Linked DNA regions of Mus musculus: region 2 is linked to region 1. The links are chromatin contacts, called in public HiChIP or PLAC-seq maps. All regions are on one chromosome and are shown on one strand. The core of a region is the stretch at or near the end of the contact, and the rest is flanking DNA. Distances in the headings are between cores, read along the strand shown. Region 1 overlaps Prmt3 (protein arginine N-methyltransferase 3). Region 2 holds the start of Slc6a5 (solute carrier family 6 (neurotransmitter transporter, glycine), member 5).

Region 1 (6,937 bases), core at 2,803-5,302:
CCTGCAATCCCTTTGCCTCAGCCTCCTGGACGGGAAAGGGCCGTGGTACTTGGCTTGCTTTGGGTCTAAGCTCAACCTTCTGCTTGGTAAGTTATGTTGTTAGAAACAAAATATTCCTACCACTGATCATATTTTCTTCCATTTGAGAAGCTAGACATGGAATGTGGACTCTCGCATGAATAATGTGTGGACAGCATTGAAGAGCAACATGAAAAATGTAACCATCATGAGAAACTGATGGTGTAGAAGGAGCAGGAGCTAGAGGCCTAAAGAAGCAGTGAACTGCAAGACTAAATGCAAGCCCAAGCAGAACATTCTTTCAGGGCAGTTTTCATTCAACCGAGTGTGCTGAATACTGACACTCTATATTGGGTCTTGTGCTACAAGGGAAAAGGTGGCCTCTGTACCCAAGATGTTCCTTCAGGAGATGCCACAAGCATTGTATTCTATAATGCAAATTGAGAATGGGCTCATAAAAAATGTGCCACTCGTGGCTGACACCTCCATGCTAATTGTCCTTATGTAAGACCTTGGTAATTCTGCATTCTTTGGTGACTATGCACTATGATTCTTTGGTCTAGACATCAGAGATTATTTCTATGAACTAGTTTGCATTCGCATTGGTTTTAAGTTTAAAGGTATAAACTTACATGAAACACGAAGCAAGGAGGACCTGCACGTGCCTCTGTTTATCAGTGACAGTTAGACTACAGTTAATGAACCAAAAGGAAACTGCTATGGCCCCTGTGAGCAAGTACATCATAACATCTTAACTGCATGCTATTGTTCAGCATTTCCCAGTGCTAGAGTTTAGGCAGCTCAGGGTACAGCTGAGCACAGAAGGAGGGGGTCTCTATTGTCCCTACAACTGAACAAACAGCACGCTGAGATGGTGAGTGCTCGTGCAGGGAACGGGGGACAGTCAGTGTGAATGGAAGTACAAGTAGAAGCCTTAAGTGGGGAAAAGCAATGCAACGAAGGATCTGTCTCTTGTGCAGGGACTGTAAACAGAGGCCCTCTTTCTGGGGACAGCACGAAAGGGGGAGTCTGAAATGCTGTACGTTGGAGAATTTTATATATGTATTAGAGTTTCACTAGACTGTCCAAGACTTATAACAAAAAAGCCCAAAGAGGGACTAGGGATGTGGCTCAGTTAGTAGAGTACCTTCTTAGCACACGAGGAGACCAGGCTCCCTCCCCACTGCATAAACCAGGCTGTAATTCTGGCAATGGGGAGGTAGAGACAGAAGAATCGGAAGTGCAGAGTCATCTTCCACTACCTAGTGAGTCTGAGGATGACCAACAGTAGGTGGGACCCTGTCACATAGAGAGTTGGAAGAAAACAAAGGTGATGTGGAGAGGGAAGGAAGACCCAAAGAAGTCAGACTTGGCTGCTTCTGCCCCGCAGGTATTGCCACTTTGAAGCAGCCAAGCAGCTTCATGTTGCCCCTCTGGTAGCCTCTACCCTAGCAAATAGAAGGTGTACTTGTCTTCCTAAGACTTTGTAATGGGAATCCTGAAAGACTGACATCAGAACAGGACAGAGCAGACACCAGAGAGCTGTCACGACTGCAGCCAGCTTCGTAGCCCCTGAATGATCCAAGGGCTCTGGATCCCCAGTAGTGCTCTACAACAATGTTGAGTTGCTAGTTCCCCGGGGCATATCTGAAATAAATTTAAAAACCTTTCTAGAAGATTATTCTTATACGCCTAGAATGATTTCTACTGGCAATTTAAAAATAGCTCAGTGTATAGAACATAATCTAAAGCAGTCAGTGATTTAAAAATACAGAAGACAACATGGATCAAGAATCAGGTGAAACGGGAGGGGATAATGTCAGCTCTAGCTGCCACAGGTACTATTTTGTCCAAATAGACTTTAAATCAGCTAGACTTGGCATGTTCAGGAGAAAAGGGCTTAAAACATGTTTAAAAAATAAGGTACCCAATATGAAAAAGAACCAGACATTCTAAAGCTCAATACAGTACACGTTAGCAGCAGATCTGCATACAGCAGTGTTAAAAGGATTTGTGAGCTGGGCTTTATGCCAAAAGAAAATAACTCAAGAGATGCAAGGACAAGACATGTCCTTGCTGCCATTCCTATTGCTATGATGAAATAACCCTGGAAACACCCAAGGAAAGAAGGTGTTACTGTATCGCACAGTTGATGATACTGTTAACAATGCAGTGAGCTCTCCAGCCAACTACAGTTGTAAAATTCATTTTCAAATTAAGAAACAGAAAACAGGTAGGTGTGGTGGTGCATGCCTTTAATCCTAGCACCTGGGAGACAGAGACAGGTGGATCTCTAAGTTAGAGGCCAGGCTGTTCCACGTAGTGAGTTCCAGGTCAGTCACAGCTACAAATGATCATGAAAATGCAGGAAGAATGAGTAACAAGCTGAGGTGGATCCAGGAAATGATGGAGAGAGCCTGGGATAGTGCATGCCTATAACCTCAAAGGATCAGGAGTTCATGGTTATTCTTGGCTGCATAGTTCAAGGCTATCCTGAGCTATGGGGGATTCTGTATCAAAGAATGAAGAAATGGTACAATGCAGATTAAACCTACAGACAGTGATGAGGATGAAGGAAGCAGCAGGAATGCTCACTCAGAGTGTACCCAGCAGCCTCTAGTGTTAGCATAAAAAACCTGCTGCATTACTGAGAAACCTCACAGCTTTCAGAGGGTCTGCTGGTACAGGCTGAGGAAATTCCTTATACCAGTTCTCCATCTGAAGTCTTTCTGCCTAAATTTTCAGTCAACATAGGAGCAACAGAGAGAATGAGTACAGTACAGAAGCCGTTCGGAGAAGCCATGTTCACATACGTTTTATAATAGCAGCACAGACAAGCTCAGGGAAAAGTAGACAGACACAAAAGACCAAATGATTTATGGTCCTATTTCTGTTCATGTGTGTGCTGGAGAAGCTAGCCTGAACCCTTGGAAAGTAGTGCAGTGGTTTCTTTTGGCACAGGGATGCCTAAGTCTGGCTTCATGTGCAAGAACATCTAGGATGACATTTTTGGTTTATTTTTTTTTTAGACAGTCTCATTTGTTGCTCTAGCCGGCCTGACACCCACTATATGGAGCAGGCAGCCCTGTAACTTACAGAGACTCACCTGCTTCTGCTTCCAAGGTACTGGGATCAAAGGCATGCACCATCACACCTGGCTGTTTTCTGTTTCTTAATTGAATATGAATTTCACAGTTGTAGTCGACTTTAAAGCTCACTGCATTGTACACTCCAGTTATTCTTCTTCATGCACATAATACATTAAGAGACTTTAAACTAGGCATGGGTGACATAATTCCAGAACTTATAGGATAGAGGTAGCAAGATCAGTCTGTGTTGTCTGAGATCCTATTTCCAAAGAACCAAATAGTAATAGTATTTTTAAAGGTAAATAATAATTTTAAAGGTAAAATAATAATATATAAAACAAAAGCTTTTATTTAGAGGCCAGAAGAATGTGCAATTAGGTGTGTTTAGGTAACAGATGATAGGTATTTGTGTTTTTGTGAGCTAGTTGTACATGCCTTAGACCTCCTACTCAGGAGACTGAAGCAAGAATACCAGAGCCCACATAATCAGATTTTTTTTTCCAAAAAGCAACTCTAGACTCTGAAGAGATGATTCAATTTGTTCCTAAAATCATGTTAATAAGTAATTTTAAATCAGAAGGATATGATCTAAACTTGAAAAGGTCTTCCAGCCATTATCTGGGGATAAGTCAGTATTGTAGTGAGTTTTTGCAGAAAGAGGTCTTGTTAGGCATTTTGTGTGTTGTGCTGTGTTCCATGTTGTTCAGTCCATTTCTAAACACCACTCGGTCTGGCATTGCCCCTTGGGAGTTGCAGAGCACTTAGCATGCATTGTCCCCTAGAGGGACCACAACAGCAACAGAGATGCAAATCCACTCTTGGGATAAAATAGAAATTAATTGAAGAAGAAAGAGTCTATAATTTAAGGCATAGTTAGCTTGGGGAGGAGGCTGTAGCTCTCACATTTGCTGGTTTCTGTGCTGTGCAGTCATCACAGCTCCAGTGTCTGCTCAGCCGCCGTGTCACCGAGTCTGTGGTTTTGCATGGTTATGTTTACAGTATAAGCTCTAACACCCCCCCTGCATTATCTGCTGCTTGCTTCAGACCCTTCATCTGTTGGCGTTTAAATTCAGTGTTGAGATTGTGAAAGAAATACTCCACAGCAGATGAATTATGCTTTTGCTGCAGAGATCCTGCCGCATGGATTACAAGCTCTGTTTCTCTATGCTTGAATAAACTCCATCAAAAGCACATTATCCCCCACGTCTGTGGCCAGCTGCCTAATTGTATCTGCTGTAACCACACGCTGGTGGAACATGATACCAGAGAGGAACAGAAATGATGAATTACCCCCTGCAGGTGATAGCGATCATGATGATTTTTAATTTCCTTCTTCCTCATACAGTCTAGACTGACTTCATTTCATTGGCTGCTGTCTTCTTCCTTGTGCACATGGGTGTCCCTTTGTAAAAAGACCCGCCGCACTGACACACATGAAAAAGTCATTTGTTTAATTCTAAGCCATTATTCCTCAAGTGTATGAGTGTAAAATGAACTGTTTACTTTTATGCATACAAAGTAAACAAGCAAAAAAATGTGGCTTAAAAACTTTTCTTTTTTTAAATGATTCTGTTTATAACTGCTTTGCTCTGTGACCCCCACACGAGGCTTGAGCCAGCTCCCGTGAAACCGTGTTCTGGTGCTCGGGGATGTTCTGTCCTATAAGGCCACACACTGACTTTCACTTCCTCGTGTGCCTCAAATGGCAGACTCGGGATTCTGGTAATGTTAAGAGTGGTCACCTGTCCTAGAAATCACTGTTGGCCAGTCTTTCCTCTCCTGCTGTCATCATTTCAGTCTCACTTTTCACTCTGGTGACTATTGGTGGCTGCCCATTCTCCCTCTCAGCCTCAGAGACTTGTAGCTACAAGTTTTTCTGACTGATACAGCACAGTGGTGGGGGCATGATATAATTATGACCCTGACTTTGTAGATTAGTCAGCTGCTTTTGATTTTTATGACTCCTCCTCCCAAGCAGTCCCCAGTGCTGCTGCTGACAAGATATGTGTTCTGTGCCTGTCTTCTGAGCCACCTGATATCCCCATGTGCTTGGGGAGCTCAGCTCCAGTCATTTACTGCTATTAGCTAAAAGTCATAGCTCCAGTTCTTTGTGGTGATTGTTGATTTTTGTGTTTGAGTGACTTCCAAGTGGGGAATGTAGTTCATTGGAGTTAGCACCTGGAGCCAGGTGTACTGATGCACGCCTTTAATCCCAGCACTTCGGAGGCAGAGGCTGGAGGATTGATCTCTGAATTTGAGGCCAGCCTGGTCTACAGAGAGTTCCAGAACAGCCAGGGCTACACAGAGAAACCCCATCTGGGGATTGGTAGGGGAAATTAGCACTCAAGTACCTAAGACATCCTGCCATGGTGGCAGCAACAGGATGGTGGAAGTGTAATTGAAAGGCAGTTTCTAGACAGAACAGTTTTGTTCATAAAGCAGCTGACATTTGATTGAAAACAGCACTCTGCCCAAATGGCCCTGCAGAAATACAAGGTCCAGCCATAGTTCAGCTGGCTTCCACAACTGCAGGTTGAGTCTTTTCTTTGTGTCTCTAGAACTACATCTCTAGTAATGCCCTCAGTGCCTGAAACTCCAGACAGTACCCAAACCAATGTATCCCATGTACTGTCAGCACGTACATGCACGGCTCCAGTAAAGTGACATACATCCAAAGCAAAATGAAGGGGCGGCAGCAATGACTGGGACACTGGGAATACCATAGGAAGCTACTTTCAGTTTGCTTATTTCTGGAATGTTTTATTACTATTTTTAGACTACAGTTGATCTTGAGTAACTGAAATTAAAATAAATAGATAATAAATAAAACACGATATGGACAGATTACTAAATAGCTAATAAGAAAGGAGACATGAAGAACATGTTCAGGACTAGCCTGAGCTACATGAGACCCTGTCTCAAATGGGAGCCCAGAAAATCCCCCTTTGGCTTTCGACAGCCAGTGTGTTCTGTATTTTCCGGTCCTGGGAAAGCTCACTAAAGAGCAGGCTGTCTGCAGATACTGTTCATCTTTTCCTAAGTCCTCTCATGTCTCTGAGGTCTCAGTCCCCAGCTGCTACTGAGAAGACAAGCCTGAGGAAGCAGAGGTAGGTGCAGTTCCCAGAAAGCGGAGCAGGTCAAGAGGCTTCCAAATGCTGGCCACCGAAGCAACAGAAATGCTTCTTCCTTCCTCACTTTTGTTACCCAAGCTCATCAGTAGCTCCTTCCCTGTTTATGGTAGGGTAGGCAGATTAGCTTCATGTTTGAGTTTTTGCTAAAAACCGTAGGCAGCTGTCTTGGGTTACGGACAGTTCCAAGGTATCTTTGTACTTTTAGATCCCTCTTTAGACAAGCATTCTGACATCATTGCAACTGTCCTGCCAGGTGATTGGCAGTCTGCTTTTATAAAAAGCAGAGTTAGAGAAATAGTTTTCTTTGTGATTTCTTTTTTTTTTTTCTTTTTTCTTTTTCATATATCTCAGACTTAAGAAAAGTCCTCATCAGCTCTTTCTCTTCCCTCTTTCTGCTCCCTCTTCATTGAAAAATGTTATTGTGGGGGTGTTAACTGAGGGAGAGGCGACTTTTCCAGGTCAGTCCATTTTTTTTTTCTACAAAGGAGACTGTAATTGATTGGCCCAGCCTTTGGGGATAGCTGAGACATAAGGGTGGTGGCTGAAGTATAGGTCTGTGTAATGTTACAGGTAGAAGGAATAGTATTCACATTTACCTGTTTCCTATAGCTGATGTTTCTTTTAGAAATGTCAATATAGACAAATACAGCAGACAAATAATCCAAAGTTGTCACCTGCCATCCCTGGTGAGCATCTTCA
Region 2 (6,937 bases), core at 1,292-3,791, 68 kb after region 1:
AGGTGGAGGCTTATGTGGGGGTGGGTGACAGACTTTTCACTCCGCCCATTTCTGCTTTTTAATTAATTAATTAATTAATTAATTAATTAATTTTATTTGGATCTGCAGCACCATCCTTTGATTCTCGCAGGCGTTGACACACAACTGGACTCCAGATGATGCCCCCCTCCCCCAGTGCCAGGTCCCTGCTTCACTGTAGGGGGGAGGAGGAGGGAGGTGTTGCTCTTTTGGTCACTATCCTGTTGGAGCGACTCCTCTCGGTGTCTGGTCCCTGAACTGTCCCTCCACTCTATCGGCAGCCCCTCCTTTCTGGAATCTTGCGGCTGGAGGAGGGGGGGTTCTTTGTGGAGCTTGAACTGGCGCCTACTCGTCACCCGCCTCTGCAGGACCTTATTAGCCCCATGCTAACTCAAATGCGCACTTGAGCAGGCGACACGTCAGATCTGAGGCTGAGCGGGGGCGTTGGGCATCACTCACGGTCAGCAACGAAGTGGGGGTGGAGGGTAGCGGGAAGTAGCCCTGCACGACTCGGCCACCTCAGTACATTCCCTCCTTACTGGCCAGGCTCTTTTGCACACTCCACCGACTCCCGCGTCAAGTCTGGCAGGGGCTGCTCAGATGCAAATTTGGAGACTAGCCACAAGCTTTGAAGTCGTGACTATTTGCTGTCAAAGTGGCCTCTGGACCTCAGAGCCAGACCTGAATCTTAACTAGAAGCGGGTCTCATGACTCCATTGAAGCCACTCCCGGACATTGCACTTTCTTGGGATTTGAGGATATTACAGGACTGTCAACCCTACCGGCTTTCAGAGCCTTTTTCAGTCAGAGTACCCCAGGGTCCCACTCATCCCCTTATTCCTCCTCTGAGTCCTTCCCCATTTCTCGGTTGCCTAGAGTGGTGACTGGTGCAGGCAACGGGCTGTGGAGGAGCTAGTAACTTCAAAATAGACCCTGACCTTAGCGTTCACAGCATAAACACTGGAATAATTTCCGAAAGGCTGTTGGCAAACTTAAACGTAATAATTTCGTGGAAGCGTTGCAGATGGCCTAATAGTAAAAGCTCAGTAAATGTCAGTAAAAGGCTATCTGGAACCCGAAAGACACTGGGAGGACAAGGCTCCTCTGGCTGCCTACTCGCCCCCATCCCCCGCTGCCATCCCCAATCCCAAATAGTGCAGACCCAGAATCCAGGTGGCTATCCTGGGAGAGCCAGGCTCACAGAGGCATCTACCACTCTTGGAGTCTTGGAAGGGTGAGGGAGGAGACCCGAGTGGAGCAGCAATGCCCCCGGCATCCACCGCAATCTGCCACCGCAGCCTGCGCCCTCGGCCGCTGCCGCGGCTTTGTCCTGGCTCCGCAGGGAGACAGCCCAGTCGAGTGCGACGGCACGGACCCGGAGGCGGTGGGCCCCGTTGCGCGCTCAGCGCTTTCCAAGCTTCCCGTTCCAGAGGCCACGGTTCCCTAGCTAGGCTGTCAAGACAAGAGAGAGGGGAGGCATATTGCTGCAAATCCCCTTCTAGTTTTCAAATGACACCTTTGCAAAGGGCTTTTCCCTTTTGTGATCGTGGTTGCTGCCTTGTACCTCGGGTAAAGTTCATAGTCCACCTGGCCACTTCAGACCTGGGCGGGAGCCCGCAGTCTCTTCTTAGGGTTTCCCAGAGAGCCAGCCCTGCCCTGGGTTGCGGGGTGGGGGTGGGGGTGGGGATCCTCGTTTCAGGTAAAACTGCATTCTCCAATCAGGCCTTATTTTAAAAGGATTTTTGTTTGGAGGACCACGGAGAAAGGGTGGGTTTTACATGGCTGGAGGACTAAGTCAGTATTTAAAAATAAATAAATAAATAAATAAATAAATCCAGAAGAGCCTAAAACGTACAACGAGAAACAGGATTAGCAGAGACAAACAGGGATGAGAAAAGTGCATTTAATAGTTTAAACGAAAACTCGGGGTCTTTCCTTAGATTGACTTTCTGGAAAGGCTGGGATGTAGGGATCTGAACACCACACACTGACCAGCCAGGTGCGCCCTGACCAAATACAGGGCTCTACCCTGGAACAGGCATAGAAGATCTGGCTGGATACCCGAGACAGGCCTGGCATTCTTTGGGGGGAGGGGATACTTTTGAATCGGACAGAGATTCAGGGAGAGCGCAAGCAAATTTGATGGGAGAGGGAGACTGATTTGACCCCCCCCCCTCCCTCACTTTAATCCAATCTGTTTGGTTGGCGGCTGCGCCTTGCCTTGGAGTCTTGGGCGCAGTGGGACGTGTCTCTCCCATGTTTCCCTTAATTAGGAGGTGGCAAACTTTTCTCGTTCCCTCCCACCGGCTTTGGTTTAGTAATCAGACCCACATGAGTCACGCCAAACACGCAGCCCCCTCCTACCGGAGTGACAACAAGACAGCGTACTCCAGGCTGTTGTCCCTTTAAAATCCGAATCCAAAGGGGTAATGATTTATCAAACGTGTATTATCAGGAAGATGTCAAACGAAGGGCACCTTGCTTCCCACTGACGCAAACCCAGCCTTTCCCGGGGAGATATAGAAAGCGCCTCTTGTTCCAGGGCCAAACCTAGATCAGTAGAGGATTTTACTCTACGGTTCAATCTGTTGTCCGCATCAGACATGGTGAGTGCTTGCTTTTATTCTCTAAAGAAAGGTGGAAGTGGGGATAAGGATGGCTGGCTCGTTTGGGGTATTTCTTTTTGGAAATATCTGCAATAGGTGAGAGGCAGAGAACCATTTTCGAAGGCTCAAGTTCAGGTATTCGTACTTGGGAGCCTTGCCGGAGGGCAGAGGAGGTTTCCCTAGATGGTAAAGCTGCTCTTAAACCCGGTCTTAGGTACTGTCCGTGGTACTGAAAGTCAAGATTCCTTTAACCGCGAGTCGCTCTGGGTCTTAGGGACAACTGAGAACGCAGACTGGAGTCCAGGCATTGGGTTTGGTGCACGTAAACTCGGTTTGTGCGTTTGTGAAGCGGGTTAGAGCAGAGATTTTCGGTTGATGAGAAGGTAGTTTGATTGGTTTTACAGTGAAGTAATTATACTATCTTGGAACTCTGAAAGGTAACACTAGCACGCGGAAGCCGAAGGGAAACCCACTTCTGGCAAGTCTTTAAAATTCAATAGGGAGAAAGCTAATGAAAATTATTGGTGAGTTTTGGTCCTCAGTCAAGAGTTGGGAGGGAAAGAATATTATATTACTGGAAATGGACAGCAAAATAAAAATAAAAAATTGGCAAGATCCGTATACATTGGAGGGGTCTGGAATCAAGTGGAGAGAATGTAAGGGTCAAAGCCAGCTACTATGCGTTTCCCATCTAGTTTATTGTTTTAGTGGTGGGCTGTTTGTTGGTAGTAATATTTTGATTTTAAAAAAAACAAAAAACAAAAAACCTTTAGCCTTGACTTTGCATCTTGGGTGACCAAGGTAGGCTGAATGCTGGAGTTTGAATTTACCCGTGTGGCTTCCAGCCTTGGCCTACCCCAGAGCATGTTTTGTGATCACAGCTTGTCTATGGGGGGAAAAAAAGGCAATGTGCATTGTTGAATGACAAAGGAAATGGGGCGGAAAATTAAAGAATCTTTCTCCACAATGGTGAAGGGGATGTGGTACCCACAGCCTTGATTTGAAATCCACAGAGGGCAGGGAGCTCCTGGCTGTAGGGTTATTTCTATATTGCCCGCCTCTTTCCCCCTGTCAAAACCCACTCATTCTTCGGTCTTAGTTCCTCCTCCACTTGGGAGAAAATATTAGCTTCTTCATGTCCCAGGATTACAGACGTGTCTGGCGAGTGGAGAAACACCGGTTCCGTTTGCTACCCTGTCTATTTTGTGCCTGGACCTGGAATGTGTGCATCTGTGTATGCAGACCCATATATTTTATTTTTAATGCTGCCGTGACTTTTTGTTTGTTTGTTTTGCACGAACTTGACATTGTGTTTGCAGGATTGCAGTGCTCCCAAGGAAATGAATAAACAGCCAGCCAACATCTTGGAGGCAGCGGTGCCAGGCCACCGGGATAGTCCTCGTGCACCTAGGACCAGCCCTGAACAGGATCTTCCTGCTGAGGCCCCCACGGCCACTGTCCAGCCGCCACGTGTGCCCAGGTCGGCTTCCACCGGCGCCCAAACTTTCCAGTCTGCGGATGCGAGAGCCTGCGAGGCCCAGCAGTCCGGAGTAGGGTTTTGTAATCTCAGCAGCCCCCGGGCACAAGCGACCTCCGCGGCCCTCCGGGACTTAAGCGAAGGGCACAGCGCACAGGCCAATCCCCCTTCCGGGCCCGCCGGGGCTGGCAACGCTCTGCACTGCAAGATTCCAGCTCTGCGTGGCCCGGAGGAGGACGCGAACGTGAGTGTGGGCAAGGGCACGCTGGAGCACAACAATACCCCAGCCGTGGGCTGGGTGAATATGAGCCAGAGCACAGTAGTGTTGGGAACCGATGGCATCGCGTCGGTGCTCCCGGGCAGCGTGGCCACCACTACCATACCGGTAAGCAGGTCACAAGCGGCCCCGCTGCCTGCTGCTCACCAACCGCGCGTGAAGGGGAGCTGGGCCCTGGCGGGTGCACGTATGCTGATGTTGAAACGGGTTGGCAATGCCAGGTGGTGGATGCTGGAGGCAGCTTTGGGGCTTCGGAAGCTCGCACTGCTGGGGGCGGGGAAGGGGGCTCAGGTCCTCAGTTAAGGTTTGGGGTGTGTGTGTGTGCAGCGATCGAGCCAGCAAGGTTTGGACTTGCTCTTCCCAGCCTCAGCTGTAGAACCGGTGCAGATCCGTTAAAAAAAAAAAAAAAAAAAAAAAAAAAAAAAAAAAAAGCAGATAGATTCTGCATCTTGCAACAGACGCAAGAGTCTCCATCCTATCAATGTCTGAGTCTTTTTCGGTTCTTTAAAAAGAAAAACTACAATAGAAAAGGAAGCCTGCGGTGGTATGGGAGGGGGATATAGCTTATTCTGAGAGCTCTCCCCATGTGAGTCTACCCCAGAACTACCCCAGAACTCTCAATGAGGCGCTGCTGAAGTTAAATTTAAGCATCAGGGTCTCTTAATCTGGCCTCTTCTAAATCCCAGAATGTAGTTTCTTTTTTCATTCCCCTAACATAAGCCCTCTCCCTTGTATACGGTTTGGTTCGGTTCGGTTCAGGCCCTTCCCAGTTGGGTATCCCCTTAACCGGAGATAGGAAAAACGTACAGAGTGAACCCTGATCACTGGACCAGGGATAAAGACCATTTTTTCCTCCTTAAAGCCTTTTGTTCCATTTCACCCCAGTGATTTCTCTCCCTTCTCTGCCCCCCCCCACTGTCCCCCACCCCCTACCCCGTTGTTTCAGGTATTCTTTCCTTTCCTTGGCCTGTCCCTCCTTTAGCTCCCCTTTAACCCTGCAGTCAGGGGTTAGGTGTGTGGCCAGAGCTCAAAGGCTGGGGGGTGGGGGTGGGGGTCGGGGCAGATGGAACATCACCACAAGCAATGTGGGGTTTATAGACCTGTCTCTCCTCATCTGGAGCCCCACCCCCACTCGCATAGTAGGAACTCAGCCACCCAGTCATCGGGGTAACTAGAAATAACCTTGCATTTACATGTTTCTTTGCTTTGGAATTTCTTTCTAGAACACTGTTCTGCATATATTAGATGCTTTTAATGTCATGTGCCCACCAGTGGAGTAGAAACTATGTTTCCCACACCTCCCTTTACCTCTGCACTGCGACAAAAAGAGCTGGGACTCCCTTACTCTGTCAGCTGTGTTGGGGGTGGGGCTAGGGGTGGAGCCCTGTGTGTGTGGGGGGGGGTGGGGGTGGGGGTGGGGGGGAGGAACAGCAATGGGGTTGAGTAAGGGCTGCCAGGCCTGAGAGTACCAATGTTTCAGCCCCTTCTGACAATCACTCTGCCCTTCTTCTCTCTTGACCATCACTGCTTCATCCTCCATGACCTGAAGAATCATGAAGTACTCCATGCTGTCATTTGATAGGTGAAGGGTGACTGGGGAGCAGGGTGCCCCAATGTCTGGTTGTCAGGAGCAGAGTTCACATAAGGTGCCTTTCCCATTCATTTTTCTGAGGCTTTCTAGAATCAAGTCCATGTGAGCTTGGAGACAGAAGGCTAGAGATTCACAGACTATGTAAGTTGGCAGATGCCCCAGAGACAATTATTCAGTCCTCCCTCCCCCATTGTCCAGATGTGGACAGAGGCTGAGCCCAAGCAGTGCACAGGGAGTTCCCCTGGTTAGTAGCAAGATCTAGATCAGAAGTCATGGTTTTGGCTGTTCTGTTTCTTACCACGTTAGTCTTCTCCTATTCTTTCTCTTGTGTCAACTCCAATTCTCCATCCTGCCTGTTTCCCTCGCTCCAGGGCTGAAGGATGCACCTTTTAAAATTAGCTGACTGGGCAGGTTTTGCCTGCAAGTTTTGGCAGAGAAATGTGAGGCAGGGGCTCTGGCTGGCTGGAAGCATTACAATTCTTATTTCTGCCACACGTTTTGAAGAAAGGACTGAAGAAGGGGTGTGCATCGAGGGGTTTTATGGGGTGGGGGAAGGAATTGGTTCGGAACCTGCTTGCTGGGAACTTCAGGCATGATACTGGGAGTCTGCTTGCTAAATGAACTCCTGGCGACAGGTTGGGTATGAAGGGACGGTTATGCTTGGGGAAGGCTGCTTGCTGGTGTGCCCTGACTCTAGGATTTAGGAAACCGGGTCAGAGGTCTGATTAAAGAGGCCCTTTAGAATAAGATTGGGGGGGGGGGGCTGCTTGCTGAAGACTCAGTGCAGGGGTGAGGGGTAAGGGCTCTGCTCGTAGATGCATCCTTTCTTCAGATTTGGGATCTTGCTTGCCGATGCATCCTATGCGGGGAAACTGGGGACCTGCTTGCGGGGGAAGGACCCTCAGCTGTTGCGGGGAGGGCTGAATGGGGCCTGCTGAGGACCTACCTGGGTCTGCTATCCGACAATG

What was found. HiChIP or PLAC-seq counts read pairs in DNA pulled down with a chosen protein or histone mark.
Region 2: an H3K4me3 HiChIP or PLAC-seq map of neural tube shows a contact between it and region 1, with 2.3 times the contacts expected there. The contact joins the promoter of Slc6a5 here to the enhancer-like site in region 1. A contact is called at or near these places in 2 of 39 promoter capture datasets (the 3T3-L1 cell line and liver), 1 of 15 datasets of contacts at CTCF or cohesin (the NIH/3T3 cell line), 12 of 484 Hi-C or Micro-C datasets (the AtT-20 cell line, the C2C12 cell line, the N1E-115 cell line and 5 more), 8 of 115 datasets of contacts at active chromatin or transcription factors (a beta-TC-6 cell line, bone marrow-derived macrophages, differentiating embryonic stem cells and 5 more) and 5 of 9 other capture datasets (adipose tissue, embryonic stem cells, liver and 2 more).

Annotation. Positions count from the first base shown.
Region 1 is chr7:49,838,714-49,845,650 of GRCm38.p6, forward strand. All of the region lies in intron 13 of Prmt3 (protein arginine N-methyltransferase 3), which reads left to right. Among named protein-coding and RNA genes, the nearest start is that of Prmt3, 64 kb to the left of the region's middle. Within about 2 kb of position 4,053, at least 72 of the 459 cell types and tissues checked have an H3K27ac peak or open chromatin away from gene starts, as enhancers often do. A contact at or near this core is called in the AtT-20 cell line, the C2C12 cell line, the N1E-115 cell line and 1 more, where this site is marked.
Region 2 is chr7:49,907,758-49,914,694 of GRCm38.p6, forward strand. It overlaps Slc6a5 (solute carrier family 6 (neurotransmitter transporter, glycine), member 5), which reads left to right and starts at 2,542. Exons shown (of 16, transcript NM_001146013.1): 1 at 2,542-2,624; 2 at 3,944-4,486. The coding sequence starts at 2,622.